Linked DNA regions of Hordeum vulgare: region 1 is linked to region 2. The links are chromatin contacts, called in public Hi-C maps. All regions are on one chromosome and are shown on one strand. The core of a region is the stretch at or near the end of the contact, and the rest is flanking DNA. Distances in the headings are between cores, read along the strand shown. Region 1 holds the start of LOC123448126 (G8 domain-containing protein DDB_G0286311-like). Region 2 holds the start of LOC123448124 (probable receptor-like protein kinase At5g18500).

Region 1 (7,213 bases), core at 84-2,583, 180 kb after region 2:
TCTTGTGTGTGTAGGTACTGTTGATTGTTTGTTTGCGTGGTTTCCTGTTGGTCTTCCTAATCGAGGAAAATAATTTTCGCTTCTTTACTACATAACCCTTCCTCTTCGAAGAAAATACCAATGCCATCACAAGTAGTAGTCGCCGCCGCTCGGGTCTGAGGAAGGCCAGCGCTCTTCCCTTCGCTCGAAGCGAAGCTTGGCGGGCTAATAATCGTCGGCCGATTAGCCGTTCAAGCTACATAGGCAGAGCTAGAGAAGGCGAAGGCAAGTGTCGGAGCTTCAATTCTCAAGGCTCGTCGCAGTCCGATGGGGAATGGGCGCCGACAATCATTTAGATTAGGAAATTATACCTTAAGAGTCGGACGGGTTCCACTTTTAGTTGAAGTATATGTCTCAAATGTAATGATTTTTGTCATGTTCATATAAAATCTATCGTGTTTGCATGAATCTTTTCCGTTTATTTGAAAATCTGGTCGGTTTGCATGAATTTTAAACGTTTAGTTCCAATAGTTGTTGAAATGTACACGGTTAGTTTGGATGGCACCATCAGTGTCCGTGAAAGATCCCTCTGTCCGTGGACAGATGCCAGAGAGAATTTACAGGTGAACGTTGAAGAAGCTCTTAGATGGCAAGAATGTGTATAAACCGTTCGGTCCAAATAGATGGACCGATGCACTTTGAGGATGAGCATTGAAGATGCCTTAACAACATTTTTCTTGGTGCGATGCATATGGTTTAGGCATCTCCAACACCGACTTGTAAATTCCTTAGGTAAATGTCAGTTTTTATGTTCAAAAGTGATCCACGATAATGATACTGAAGGGAGTCATCCAACGCTAAATACAAAGTATCCGACTATGAGGAGAAAAAGTAGATGGGGACCATGCATTTAGTGAAGATATTTGTGGTTTAGTATCCGGTTGGGAAGGAGGAAAAGAAAACCCATGCACTTGCGGATGAAAGGAAGGAGAAAAGAAAGACATGCATACGATTGGTTAAGTACATGTTCGAACTCTCGCAAGCTCTCCATATTTGTCTCCGACTTATCGAAAGACGGACGTCCGGATCATTTTATCAGATCAATACAACACTACATTAAATTGTAAAAGTGAACAAAAGTATCGGATCAAAGATATAACGAAGTACTCCCCGTTTTTAAATATAAGTTTTTTTACAGTTCTTCATTGAAGATGCCCTTACGGTATTGTATTCGAGACGGATGTTGCGGTGCGCATAGATAGATACGAGTATTCCATTCGAGACGGATGTTGCAGCGAGTGTGAGCGTGCTTTCTCTCTCTCTCACCTTGTGCCTTTTCCGCCCATCCCTCGCTCTCGTGCCTACCACCACCACCACCACCTTTCCCTTCCCTCGGGCAGCCCCCAAAAAACAACGCTAGCAGAGGCTACGGCGGCGACCCACTTCTTTCTTGTCTGTTTGCGGAGCGGTCGGCGGCGAGGATGGTGGTTCGCCACCTCTTCCTCCTCTTCCTCCTCCTCCCCGCTTGCTCCCTCCTCTTCCTCGAGCTCCCCTCAGTCTCAGGTACTTCCTCTTCTTCTTTCTCCAATTGCTCTGTCGCCATAAAACCCTGCCTGCCACCACCATAATTCCTGTTTAGATCCCCGTCCCGGAGGCTCATCTGCACAAGTATCGCTGACATTTTTAGATTCGGTAATGTACTCTTGCGCCTCTACCTGCGGCTGCAGCACACGATTTCTTTTCTTGATTGAGGTGATATATACCACGGACGAACGATTAATTTGTCAACTTAACTTCCCCTTCAATCTGTACGCAAATCCTACTCTGTGTCTGGAGTAGTAACACGATACTACTCACTTCAGCGTTTACATCTCGATCTGGGACTGGGAGAGATTAACTGTGCTGATTTGTGGTGCTTCAGATTGGGGAGCATCACGGTATAGATACACTGCATACTGGGATGGGATATGCATGTGTGGCCCATTCCTTCTCTTTTCATACTAGTACCTGCCTACAACTGACCATGCATGTAACGATAATTTCTCTTCTAAGATTTCATTTCATAGCCCTCATGGGCAATATGCATCTCATACCTACTTTCTTGTATACTTAGTCATGTGCCTCTGTTCTATCAGAACATGAAACTTAGCATTCCATCTTTCTTCCATGCTAATTAATCACTCTGAATACTTAATCGTTGCTAACACAGGCAAACCAACTGTCCATGATGACTTGGATCCAGCTCAGGTGACCAACCCGACGACGCCCATCACAGTCCCATCGACGAACCCAACACCGACAATCATCACCGTGCCGTCCACAAACCCTACCATCACAATCCCTTCATTAAACCCTTTGCCCACACCTATCACAACCCCCTCAAATGACCCTTCTACCACATTACCATTGCCAACCCCTTCGACATCTGCACCAAACACGCCAGTCACCATTCCTGTTACCACCCCTTCAACTTTCCCTCCATCAGCACCATTGACAAACCCAGCGACGAACCCAATGGTGCCTACTGTTGGCACCACACCACCTACTGCTCCGACCACTACTCCAGCCACAGCTCCAGTTGTGTCAGGACAGCAAGCCTGGTGCGTGGCCAAGGCCGGCTCATCAGAAACCGCGCTCCAGGATGCACTGGACTATGCGTGCGGTATTGGGGGAGCAGATTGCTCACCGATACAGCCATCAGGGAGCTGCTACTATCCAAATACCTTGGAAGCCCACGCGTCATACGCCTTCAACAGCTATTACCAGAAGAACCCTAAACCCTCCAGCTGCGACTTTGGGGGTGCCGCAATGCTTGCCAATGCCAATCCGAGTAAGAGAGTCTCTATTTTCTCCTTCTGGTCTCTAGATAGCATCGAGGATTTTCAGTTGGGTGTTCTGAAATATCGTGCCTGCGTCTCCTCTTTGCAGGCTCAGGAACCTGTGTATTGGCATCATCAATGTCTTCACCAACGAGGTGAAGATTATAAATTTGCATTCTGGTCACATGGAACTCTCGTGTTTAATGCAATGATGTGTATGGTGAACTATTTCATCTTTGCAGCTCTACTGTTGGATCCACTGCTCCTACTACATCATCCACTAGCCCTGTTACTGGTGCATCTGGTTCTAATCCAGGATCATCAGTGCTGAACCCAAGTGGCTCAGGCATTTCTGGATCATCGGACTTTGGGTCGGACTTCCCAGGAGAGGCCAACACCGGCAATGGTTGGCACTCAATCTTGCCCTCTGGCTGGTCCTGGGCAGGTTTGTTCTCAGCGCTTGCATTGCCATACGTTGGAGGGATATTTTGAAGAACGAAGCTGCTCCAGAATTTTGGAAACTGTGAGAGTTGAAGTGATGGCAAAGAGCTAGAGTTTTTCCTTTAGCTGTAGTGGTTGTATGATTAGGCCAGAATTGTGTGCTAGTAGGAAGTACGCTTATTGCCTGTATTAACCAGTGGATGTAGTCTCTAGGTGTATGAAATCAAATGTTGATTATGTGCACATCTGCTCTTGCAAGTTGTTGTATTTTGCTCAGTTTGAATGTATGATTTGAACTTGAAGCAGCACATGCAAAATCTTGGAAGTGCAGTTGGGGCCATTAAGTGAGTTTAGGTGGTCAATCTCCAACTCTGATGTCATGTCCAACCACAATTTGAAACTCAGGTGAGCTGTAGCTCTTCAACATGTTAATGACCAATCCATGCACTTGTAACACATGGAAGCTTTTGTATACATTTTATCAATAAAAGAAGTGGCTTACCAGTGGATGTATCTGTGCCCTGACACATAAGACTGATATGCACTTTGGGAGTTTGGGTTGCTTTCGTTGGGTTGGTTGTTCAGTGATGTGAAGGGGGAATGTTGAGACATTCCACCAACAGCTAGCTAGCTGGGCATTTTCTTTTTGTTTATACATATACAAGATTGCGCATTCAATTGTTGGTCCTCAGTTTGATCCAAATGTCACACCTACTTTCCCACTATCAGCAACCTGTTCGTGGCATCTATAAGTAGCAGCACCTCTCCACTGTTCTGCTATCAGATTATTTCCTTTGGAGCTGCTTGTCTCTTGCCTTGCATCCTGCAAAACAAGGTGCGCCCTTTTGTCCCTCATAACTTTTTCGTAAGGAATATTATGATGAAATTCATGCGATCATTTTAAATTACTGTCAATGATTATGATTTCTATTTGGAGGATGAAGTACTCTGTTATAATCCACTGGTCCTCTTGGACGCTTTCTTTCTTCTACTTACTCCATTTCACATGGATTTTATTGTGTTGATGCTCTCTTCGGTTAGGAGACATAGTTCTACCATGAGAGTTGCCTCTTCTCACCAATTTTTGCTGGAGAACGACTTTTGTTTCTTTGTTCGTTTTGTTATCACTTAGGTGAGTTAGCTTAGATTCAGTTTAGTGCATGGAGTTGGTCTGTCATGCCTCATGAGTGTGTCATTGCTTAAAGTATAAAACTAGTTAGTGATTGAGCCAGTTGTTAAACTATACTAAAAAGGCAAAGACAAAAGACGGCAGGCACTATCACCAGTCTTCAGTTACATGTGTTTTGTAATGAACTGATCACTTGTGTTGTATTATGCCAAATTAATTTTGTATTGAACTAGTGGTGACTGGTTAGAAAGCCAGGTGGCGCACACACCAGGCATGTATTAAACAAATGAAAAGCAAAGTCTTTCTTAAAGTTACGAAAGTGAAAAAAAAGGAGGGGGGACAAATTGTTAGTGAGCCTTGAACATGAATTGCTTATCTATTTCCCGAAATGCGCAGATTTTCGTGTGCTTCTTCACATTAAACTGTATACATTCAGCTAAGTGGTTCTCACATGGCCTAAAAGTATACACAACTACCCCGGCCTTTTGTCAACTGCCTGCCCTCAATATTAAATGTGTGTGGCTTAATGATTTGGTCTGTATTAGCATCCAATGCTTTATATGCTGCTGTCTTGTCTTTCCACCTGTTTTTCTGCAGTCTGCACTATTTTTAACCCCCTAAGATGGGATTACAAGAAGAACCTCAACCAATGCATAAATAAGCCAGATGCAAGTGTACACCAAGTTACAGGAAATTACTGCATGGTAAAATAAGTAGAGTCTTCATACACCAGAATAATATAAACATTTTGAGGGACGGTAATTACCGTTTGACATGTATAGAGTAGAGTAGATCTCGTATTGCAATGCAACAGTGCAGTACTGTGTTTTCGGTTGGTTAATAGTAACAGCACTGGTTTATTGGTGTGTTGTTGCCTGCACTGCTCTGCTCTGCTCTGCTTTCTGGTCCTGTCCGTCGTCCTCTCATTGTCACGGCCGATTGGCCGCTCTCAACTGAAGCAGCCTACCCCTACCTATTGCATTAAACACAGCAATCAGGTTGTTGCCCTCTCCCTTTTTCCTCACTGCAATTGACACTGATAATTCTCTTGTTTGTATCTGCCGCTTTGCAGTCAACAAAGAGCTGAGCTGTGCGCTGATTCCAGTTCCACAACCCACATGCTGCATGCCAAATTTCCAATATATATTGCCATCGCCAACCACCACCCGGGCAGCACCTTCCTTTCTGACACTGAGTATTCAGTTGAGGTCGCAACACAGCAATAAAGGCTAGACCACTAGCTTAGGCTGCTCCTTGGATTCACACACGCAATGAAGCAGCAGGTTTTGAGCAACGGCCATGGCGGCAGGATCTCCTCGCCATCGGTGGCCGTCCGAGCCAGGGCTCCAAGAGCAGCACCAGCACCCATCAAGGAAGCTTCTTCGTCTCCAGCTCCGGCACCCGCCACCCCTCCTCGAGCCAGGAGGCCTGTGAGGGTGAGCAGCAAGGAGGAGAGGGTGGTGGCTGGTGCAGCTGCAAAGACAAAGAGGCACAAGGAGGATTCCGAGGAGGAGACGCGCAAGCTGCGTGGGGAGGTGGAGGCCCTCAGGAAGGAGGTGGAGAGGCTGCAGCTGCTCAACACCGAGCTGGAATGCGACAAGAGCGGCCTGACGCACCAGCTCACCCTTGCGCGCTGCACCATCACACGACTTCAGGAACAGCATGACATCCATGTAAGTTGGGCTCCATGTCAGCACAGACCTCTTTGATCACTCTGCAGTTGCTTCTTCTTCCATTTCCTAAAAGCAAAACTGAATTTATTTAGTAGGAGTAGTACATTTCTCCCTTTACCTGCAACCTGCTTTGATCTACATGAGATGCCCATCTTCATTCACAACTGTACGCAGCAGCCAATGGCTAACAGACAGCAAATGATTTTTGATTCTCAATTCAGCAGGCACAGACCGCTGTGGCGCAACGGAGCAACCAAAAAGACAGTGCCATGAGCAAACCACAGCCTCCGAAGGCCCCCTCACCGCCGCCGCCGCCGCCACCTAGTAAAATCCTCGGAAGAGCCCCGGCACCACCACCTCCCCCTCCGCAACGTGGCACAATAGGCACAGTGAACAAGGCAACCGCGTTGGTTGAGATGTACAACTCCCTGAACAAGCGTGACACCAAGAAAGCTGTGACTGTCAGTGCTGCTCATCACAACAGCATCGTTGGCGAGCTACAGAATCGCTCCACACACTTATTGGCGGTCAGCACTTCGTTCTATACCATGAAACGGCCCTGGAATTATTTTGCTAGACATGATTTCTTACTAGATATATATTTATCATTTTCTCAGATCAAAACGGATGTTGAAACAAAAGGAGACTTCATCAATGGTCTCATTGACAAAGTTCAGACTACTACTTACACCGATGTGGAGCAAGTGCTGACCTTTGTTGATTGGCTTGATCAACAACTTTCAACTCTGGTAATCAAGCAAACACAATAATATTTGGTTCCATGTGTCGTCTTTACCAGTACCACTGCAAGGATGGCAACTGGCATGATTGGTGAGGTGATTACTGATCAAAATTAGTTGCTGTAAATTTCAGTCTGATGAGACAGGCGTGTTGAAGCACTTCAGTTGGCCGGAGAGGAAAGCCGATGCACTCCGGGAAGCAGCGTTTGAATACCGGGATCTCAAGTGTGTTGTAACAGAGATCTCTTCCCTGAACGCCGACGATGGCAGCCCTACTTCGTGTGAGGCTACTCTGAGGAAGATATCAAGCATGCTGGATAAGTATGAAATCAAGAACCAATTGAGCTGACACGTGATCTGGATGCTGAAACTTGATTAGTTAATGCACTTAATTGTTTGCCAGGTTGGAGAAGAGCATGAAGAGACTGGTGA
Region 2 (7,163 bases), core at 1,970-4,469:
CTGTAGACATCACTCTTCTCATTCAAAAGCCCACTGTTAGCATACTCGGGCGCAACATAGCTGCACAACAAGAATAGAATAGTTATTCAGTGAAACAATTGTTAGCATCCACAACTTACCTCTTGAACTATAATGGACATGTTTTGGAGGAAACGAAAAAGGAAACTGACTCATATACACCGACGCATGAAAATCTTACCCAAAGGTACCCATAACTCGAGTAGCAATATGACTTTTACCAGCACCAAGCATCTTGGCCAAACCGAAGTCAGATATTTTGGCATTAAACTCATCATCGATCAAGATATTGCTGGCCTTGATGTCACGATGCACAACCTTTGGTTCAAGTGCCTCATGCAAGTATGCAAGGCTGCAGGCAAACGTGGAGTCTATCAAATTGATGTTTCCAAGAGCGCCAAGGCTATAGGTAAAATTAAGAACTACAGTATATCTAATGACCGAACAGAACACCGCCATGTTCTTAAAAAAAAAGAACACTAGTTACTTGCAACTACAAAAAGAAGCACTAGTAAAGCCATTGTGATACAGTACCGACAAGGACTGGCCAAAATTTTGTGTAGTCTCGATCTTTACTGTAATCATATTTCAGGGCTGATCCAAATCCAAACTTGTTTCTGTTCACAACAGTATATACAATAATTTCTAGTGGCTAACAACTCGGTACGATAGTTAAACCCAGATGCCGTTATGACCGAAACATGTGCCGTTATGGAATTATCATTTGTTAGCTCTTGCACACTATCACGTCATGAACAGAATTTTGGAAGTACAGAGAGTTTAGTGAAGGAGCTACTCACGCCTTTGCAGTCCCCAGAAGAACTTTCATGCGAGCTAACCAAGTGAGAGAGCTGTACTGGGACAATTCTCCATGGAGCCAACTTTCAAGATTCCCGTTGTTAACAAACTCGTATACAAGCATCCTGGTTATGCAAACACATTAAGCAATTCATGTTATGACTTTCTTGTTTATTTGATGCTAAAACAATAGAAACATGACAGGCTATGCTTTAGAGAAAAAATGGAAGAAGAAAAAAGATGAAGACATGTTCTGACCTCTGGGTACCCTCAACACAATATCCCAAAAGCCGGACCAAATTCTTGTGGCGAACATTACCAATTGCCTCAACTTCCACTCTGAATTCCCGCTCGGCCTGCCCTCTACACAAAGTCAAGCAATTCTTGTATAAGCAGAAAGGAGGTGACACAATAAACTTTCCAGCCAAAAAGTCAACACAATAAACCCATAGACATCCATTTCGTCACCGAAATATCATTGTAGGAAAACTCACAAATTGTTAAGGATTTTCTTGACAGCGACTGGGGTGCCATTTGATAATCTGCCGCGATACACAACACCATATCCGCCCTCCCCAATTACGTTGTCCTTTGAAAAATGGTCGGTTGCAACATCTAGATCTCTGAGAGTGAACCAATGGCCCCAACCAAGGTAAGAAAACTCAGGTAGGCCGTCCAACGGCGCAGAATCGGCAGTAGCATGTACAGAAGGCTGTTCACAGACAGAAACAGGCTGAATTCCATCACAGCCATCAGTTTGAACAAAAGAACCTGAAAGATTGTTCTCTTCTCTATGTCTCGAATTGTCCTCCTGCGCCGATTGAAGTGCATCTTTATCCGTTGATTCAACAGGTCCATTCTCAATGGCGAGTAGAAGCCCATCATGTACGACATAATCATTCGGTGAAAATTGGTCAGGCACCCTGACTTCTGTGATGTCTTTGAATGCAGAAGGTATCTGGGTCATGGGAAGCTCCTTGAATGCCCTACGTGAGCGTCTGATCCAGGTTTGGACGGTAAGGCATATAACAAGGATAAGAAGAATACCCAGGAGGGATGCCCCAACAGAGATCCCAATCACAACCCAAAGTTTAAGCCCAAAGACGATTGTTTTCTCATGAAGTGATTCTGTGAGCGTGGAGTTTGATGACATGTTGTGATCATCAAATACCTGCGTTCAAAGGATAAGAAGATGTTAGTCACAGATGCAAAGAAACACTTGCCTGTATTAACTTGATTGCCTGGTCTGTGGACACTTAATATCATCTGTCCCAAACTGTTTGTAGCGTTCCCACGGAGATACCCTAATACGGAGTATAAAAGAAATGGTGGAACTGTTTGCTGATTTGGGAATTAATGAGAAAGCTATATTGCAACCACCAAGCTGAAGAGCACGCAAAAGGTGGCGTGTTGGGCGTGCATTTAGAGGGGAAGCAAAGCAAATGCAAATCAAGTAAGTTTGCACAAGAATGTAGCTTCAAACTAGAGTAGTATTATTACTTATGCAGAAAGAACAACACGCAGTGACATGTGGCCAAGATGAAGTGGAGCGGACTGACGTGCCAACCACCATTCCCATACCTAGAGCTTACTTGGTGTTGAGAATTAAGTATGTCCAATCGAATGGCTACAGGCTTAAATAAGGAAAGAGCGTGAAGAGACATCATGATGCGGTTCACACTAGAGCAAAGAAGTATAAGTAGAGTAGAAAATAAACATGAGGCCTACCCGCCCTTTGAGTATGGATACCAGATATAGATGTATACCATCTATCTCTCCACAGGAACAGAAAATTGGGCACGGTTCAGGGAACCGACAAGACAAAGCAGCTGGCCGCACGCAAGCTACGCAAAGCTAGAAGAGAAGGGGAGGTGGATTACAGATTACTACCTTAAGCTACCAATCCTAAATGCCAAAGTTAACCAAACTTATATACTCCTAAATCTGAAGAGCAACCTGGAGAGAAGGATGAGATGAAAAGTGTTTGTGGTCTGAAATCTGGACGGCGAAATCGAATCAGCGCGGGCATTGAGGGGTAATGGCGGAGGGTGAGGGGGGGAGGAGCAGGGAAACGAGGAGCTCGGGGAGGGGTGAGATCCAGTAAGCCAAGACGCTCGCATTCCGAGAAGAAGAGAGAGATGGAGGGGAATTGGGTGGATATGGTACCTGGGATCCAGCGCAGCAGCGGGAGGAGGAAGAGGACGAAGGATGGCAGCTTCCCAATTGCAGTGGGGGGAGGGAATGTATGCGGAAGGAAGAGGGGATTTGGAGATGGAATTGGAAGGTGGTGGCGGCAGGAGAAGGGGAGTTGTCAGCGTGGTTGGTAGTGGACTGGCGAGGCGAGAGAGAGAGAGAGGAGCAGTCAGTCGGTCGGGGCGGACGGGAGTGACGCGGAAGAAAGCACCCCGGCCAAGCGAAGTGAGTGGTAAACGCAAAGTAAAGCACACGCACACGCTCACGCTCACGCTCCACCCTTTCCTTTCCTTTCCTCCCTCTTCGCACCGCACCGCACCTCCCTCTAGTGCTCCAACCAATAAACTGGAATTAATAATTTGTAAGAGCTTCCAGACAGCAAGCTGCGAATTTATTAATTATACTTCCTTTTAATTATAAGTTTTTTAACGATATCATTAAGGAACTACATACGAAGCTGCGAATTTATTAATTGTACTTCCTTTTAAATATGTTTTTTTTAACGATAACATTAAGGAACTACATACGAAGCAAAATGAATGAATTTACATTTTAAAGTATATCTATATACATCTGTATATAGTTTTCTAATAAAAAATTAAAATGTTTTTATATTTAAAAACAGAGGAAGTAGTACGTAATCTCTATGACTGATCCGGTAAATGGCTGTGTTTTATTCTCTCTATATCTAAATACTTATAGTTAGGGAAAAATAGTCTTAGATCTCTAACTACAAATATTTAGATAGAGAGAGGGGGAGTATTTTGTTAGAAATGAAAACACAATGACCTAAGAGCAAGGTAATGTGCAGACAGCATGCGCTAGGTGGTGGCAGTGGTACCAGATGTGGGCTAGGTGATGAGCGAAGCTGCCTATGGTTTGGTAATTATTTCTTCTCATGTTGTGTCAAGGGGTTGAGGAGACACGCCCGCCGGTGTAGCGTGCTGAGCTTCGTGGAGTGAACTCTCACGGGGCTGAAATAAGTTTACGGGTTTGATTATTTTTAGGGCTCTATTTATGGTGTTCTTTTTACACCGCGAAACTAAAAACATCGTTTTACATATTTCATCATTTTTAAGGGATCTGCTAGAGATGTCCTTAGAGCATCTACAGTTGAATCTCTCAAACCCGTCTCAAATACCCATAGAGCCCGTCCGTTCGGTCACAAAAATATGATTCATATGGGCGTCCTAAACGAGTCTCAAACGCCCAGACGGACCGACACCCCACATATCCAACCCAAATTTGGGACGAATATGGGGACGTCCGACCGTGCCCGTCACGTCGGTCTGACAGCGTGGATCCACGCGGAATCGTTCGGAAACCCGCCGGTCCCACGAACGCTCCTCCGGTGGGAGGGTGTGAACGCTGTGTGGCGCCGTTTTGGCGGGCCACGTAGTCCCTAGCATGGCTATTTAAGCCGACCTCCGACACTCAAACCCTACCCCCTCCACGTTTCCCCATCCCCTCCGCCGCAACGTCAATAAGCCATGCCACTGCGTCGCCTCCACTTTCTAACGTCAGAGCGCTGGCTTTGGCTCCTTGAGTAGACCTGGATCCGAAGGGCCACAGGACTACCTTTCGTGGATCCGGAGGAGGAGTTGGAGGAGGGGGGAAGGAGTTGATGAAGGAGATGGCGAAGGATGTGGGGGACGCTGGGGACGCGAATCTACAGGTGGAGCAGCAGGCTATCCTCGATTCCATTTGCTCAGAGTCAGATGCGGAGGCCAGACGTCGTCGGCGGTAGGAGATGGAGGCGGAGAAGGTCATGGAGAAGGTGGAGATGCTCGCCTACATAGAGGAGGTGGAGGAGGAGGAGACGGAGTTGGAGCCCTCCTACGCGGCCGTCTACCCGGCGCCCAGCACTGTAAGTCATGGGCATCTCCGGCGATGATAGTTAGGGTAGTACGTAGTATGTAGTACATAGGGTTTTTTTCTATGCTTTGCATGGATCTAGGAGTTGAAATATGAGAGACTATGCAGAGTAGCAAATTTAAGCCATGCCTGGTCACTGTATGCGGACACGTCCGGACGTATCCGCGGGCGTAGGATGAAGGTGTGAATTGTGGGGTGGTGGAGTGGGTGGATGCTCCTTGGCCAGACATTTTACAAAGGTGCCTAGCAAGGCTTTGGGAAATGTACCAGGAGCAAGACTTTGGTAGGGTGAAGGATCAACAAGCTCATGACAAAGAGGTGGTGAAGCTAAAGAAGGAAATTGACTTCCTATCAAACAGCTACAGCCAGTTGGTGGAAGATGTATCCAAACTTTTTGACTATCAAGATGGCAAGATGTCTCATGACATGGACTATACCAGTGAGGCAATAAATAAAAAGAAGAAAGAACTTGAGGATCAAGCAAGGATTGAGATAAGTATGGAAAAGCTGAAGCTTGCCAAGGAGCAGAGGTGCATTCTTCAAAGCCAAGCAGATATCATTCAGAACATGAGGAAGGCCATGAAGAAAGTGCAGGTGGACAGGGACCTACTTAAGGAAGAGAAGAAGAAGCTGGAGTATCTTATTGCTGATCTGCTAGTAGGTTTCCTCTTCCTCTTGCCTGATAATATCACAACAACTCCACTGGATGTTCTAGGTGCACTGAATCCCCTTCTTGATGCCCTTGTTGTTGATGCTGGTGCTCTTGGAGCTGCTGTTGAAATTGTTGATGCTGGTGCTCTTGGAGCTGTTGTTGAAAATGTTGATGATGTTGCTCTTGGAGCTGCTGTTTTTTTCTTTCTCGTTGTGTTAGGACCAAGTGGTGGAGCAGATGAGGCTGGGATGTGTGAACTTTGGTCTTGATGTGCTCTTTCTGGAGGTAATTGGGTAGCACTAGAGGAACCATTGAAAATTGCTCTATTCTCCTGCAAAATAAAAACAGTTATTAGACCACAGCTAACCTAAATTCAGGAAACATATAAAAACAGTTATTAGACCACAGCTAACCTAAATGACCACAGCTAACCATTCAAACTGAATATATTATGTTTTTAGCTAACTCATTCTCTCTGAAAACTAAGCAAATAGCAACTTATTTAGCAGTTAACATCTCCCACCAGCAAGATTTAATACCTGCTGCACAGGACAACCTAGAAATCGTCTCCGAGTCAAAGAACCTTCGAAAGCTACCATCTTCTTCGGCCTCTGATGATGCATCATGCATGTAGGCTCAGATTCAGGGAAAGAACCACAGAAAGATGGATCCACCACAGTGTCGGGGGTTTCCTGCAAATGAAGCTTGGAATCAAACCAAAATAAACTTCGAATCCACATTTTGGATGACCTAACCCTAAACCTATCTTCGTTCCACTGTGATGTACTTACAAAGAGCTGTTGATCCATGAAAACCATGCAGATGTCGTCGTCCGAGCTCTCCTCCTCTTTGCAGAACGACATCTTCAACTTCTAGCGGCAACAATGGCGCTGGCGGCGACGGTGAGAGGGTCAGAGCAGGAGGAAGAGGGAGAGGGAGAGGATAAGTGAGTGAGGAGGGAGCAGAGCTGACCTATTTACCGCCAGCGTCGACAGAGACGGCGAGCGGGCGCCGTTAACGGCCGTCCGCGCGGGGGTCCGTCAAAGCTGGCCACGCTGGCACCTGACATGTGGGCCACTATTGCCAGAAAAACGGTTAAAAGAACTAAATAGGGCAGTTAGAAAAATTGGTAGTTTTTTGCCACAGATTAGAAAACTTTTGGTAGTTTTTTGCTGATAATTGTAAAATGGTAGCTGCTGGACACGGTTGCGTGAAATGTGGTAGTTTTTGGCAATTTACTCGATTAAGTACAACAAAACCAAGCGAAAACCTAAATTACAAATCCCACATAGGGCACACATGTACGAGCTGGACACAAAGATCACGACACCATCACCGACAAAGTCGGACAATCAATGCTAACCGAGAGTGTCATCAACATCATCCATCGAGGTGATTGATGACTTTAACTTCACATAGGACAAGCACAAACTTGTCACTTGCCTAGAGGTTGCACCAAGCAACAAAGCAGCACCAAACAGTCGACCGAAGCCACGAGGACATGGCATCTCCGACTTTGTTGAAGATCTTCACGGGAGAAAGTTGCAAGCCTCACACCAACCTTGTCCAGTACACCACCCTCATGGAATCACGATTCTCGTAGTGGCCCAGCCGACCGCAACTTGAA

The links. A called contact is a pair of places that touch in the nucleus more often than the background predicts.
Region 1: a Hi-C map of leaf shows a contact between it and region 2, with 2.8 times the contacts expected there. The contact joins the promoter of LOC123448126 here to the promoter of LOC123448124 in region 2. A contact is called at or near these places in 5 of 6 Hi-C or Micro-C datasets (leaf, seedling and an unstated tissue) and 1 of 1 datasets of contacts at active chromatin or transcription factors (embryo).

Annotation. Positions count from the first base shown.
Region 1 is chr4H:129,602,459-129,609,671 of MorexV3_pseudomolecules_assembly, forward strand. It overlaps LOC123448126 (G8 domain-containing protein DDB_G0286311-like), which reads left to right and starts at 1,334. Exons shown (of 4, transcript XM_045124904.1): 1 at 1,334-1,542; 2 at 2,189-2,809; 3 at 2,908-2,953; 4 at 3,041-3,748. The coding sequence starts at 1,461. The coding sequence ends at 3,290. It overlaps LOC123448125 (protein CHUP1, chloroplastic-like), which reads left to right and starts at 3,968. Exons shown (of 8, transcript XM_045124903.1): 1 at 3,968-4,074; 2 at 5,441-6,041; 3 at 6,266-6,568; 4 at 6,659-6,790; 5 at 6,915-7,102; 6 at 7,185-7,213. The coding sequence starts at 5,640.
Region 2 is chr4H:129,424,244-129,431,406 of MorexV3_pseudomolecules_assembly, forward strand. It overlaps LOC123448124 (probable receptor-like protein kinase At5g18500), which reads right to left and starts at 3,220. Exons shown (of 8, transcript XM_045124899.1): 1 at 2,983-3,220; 2 at 1,311-1,987; 3 at 1,075-1,179; 4 at 819-941; 5 at 200-370; 6 at 1-60. The coding sequence starts at 1,969.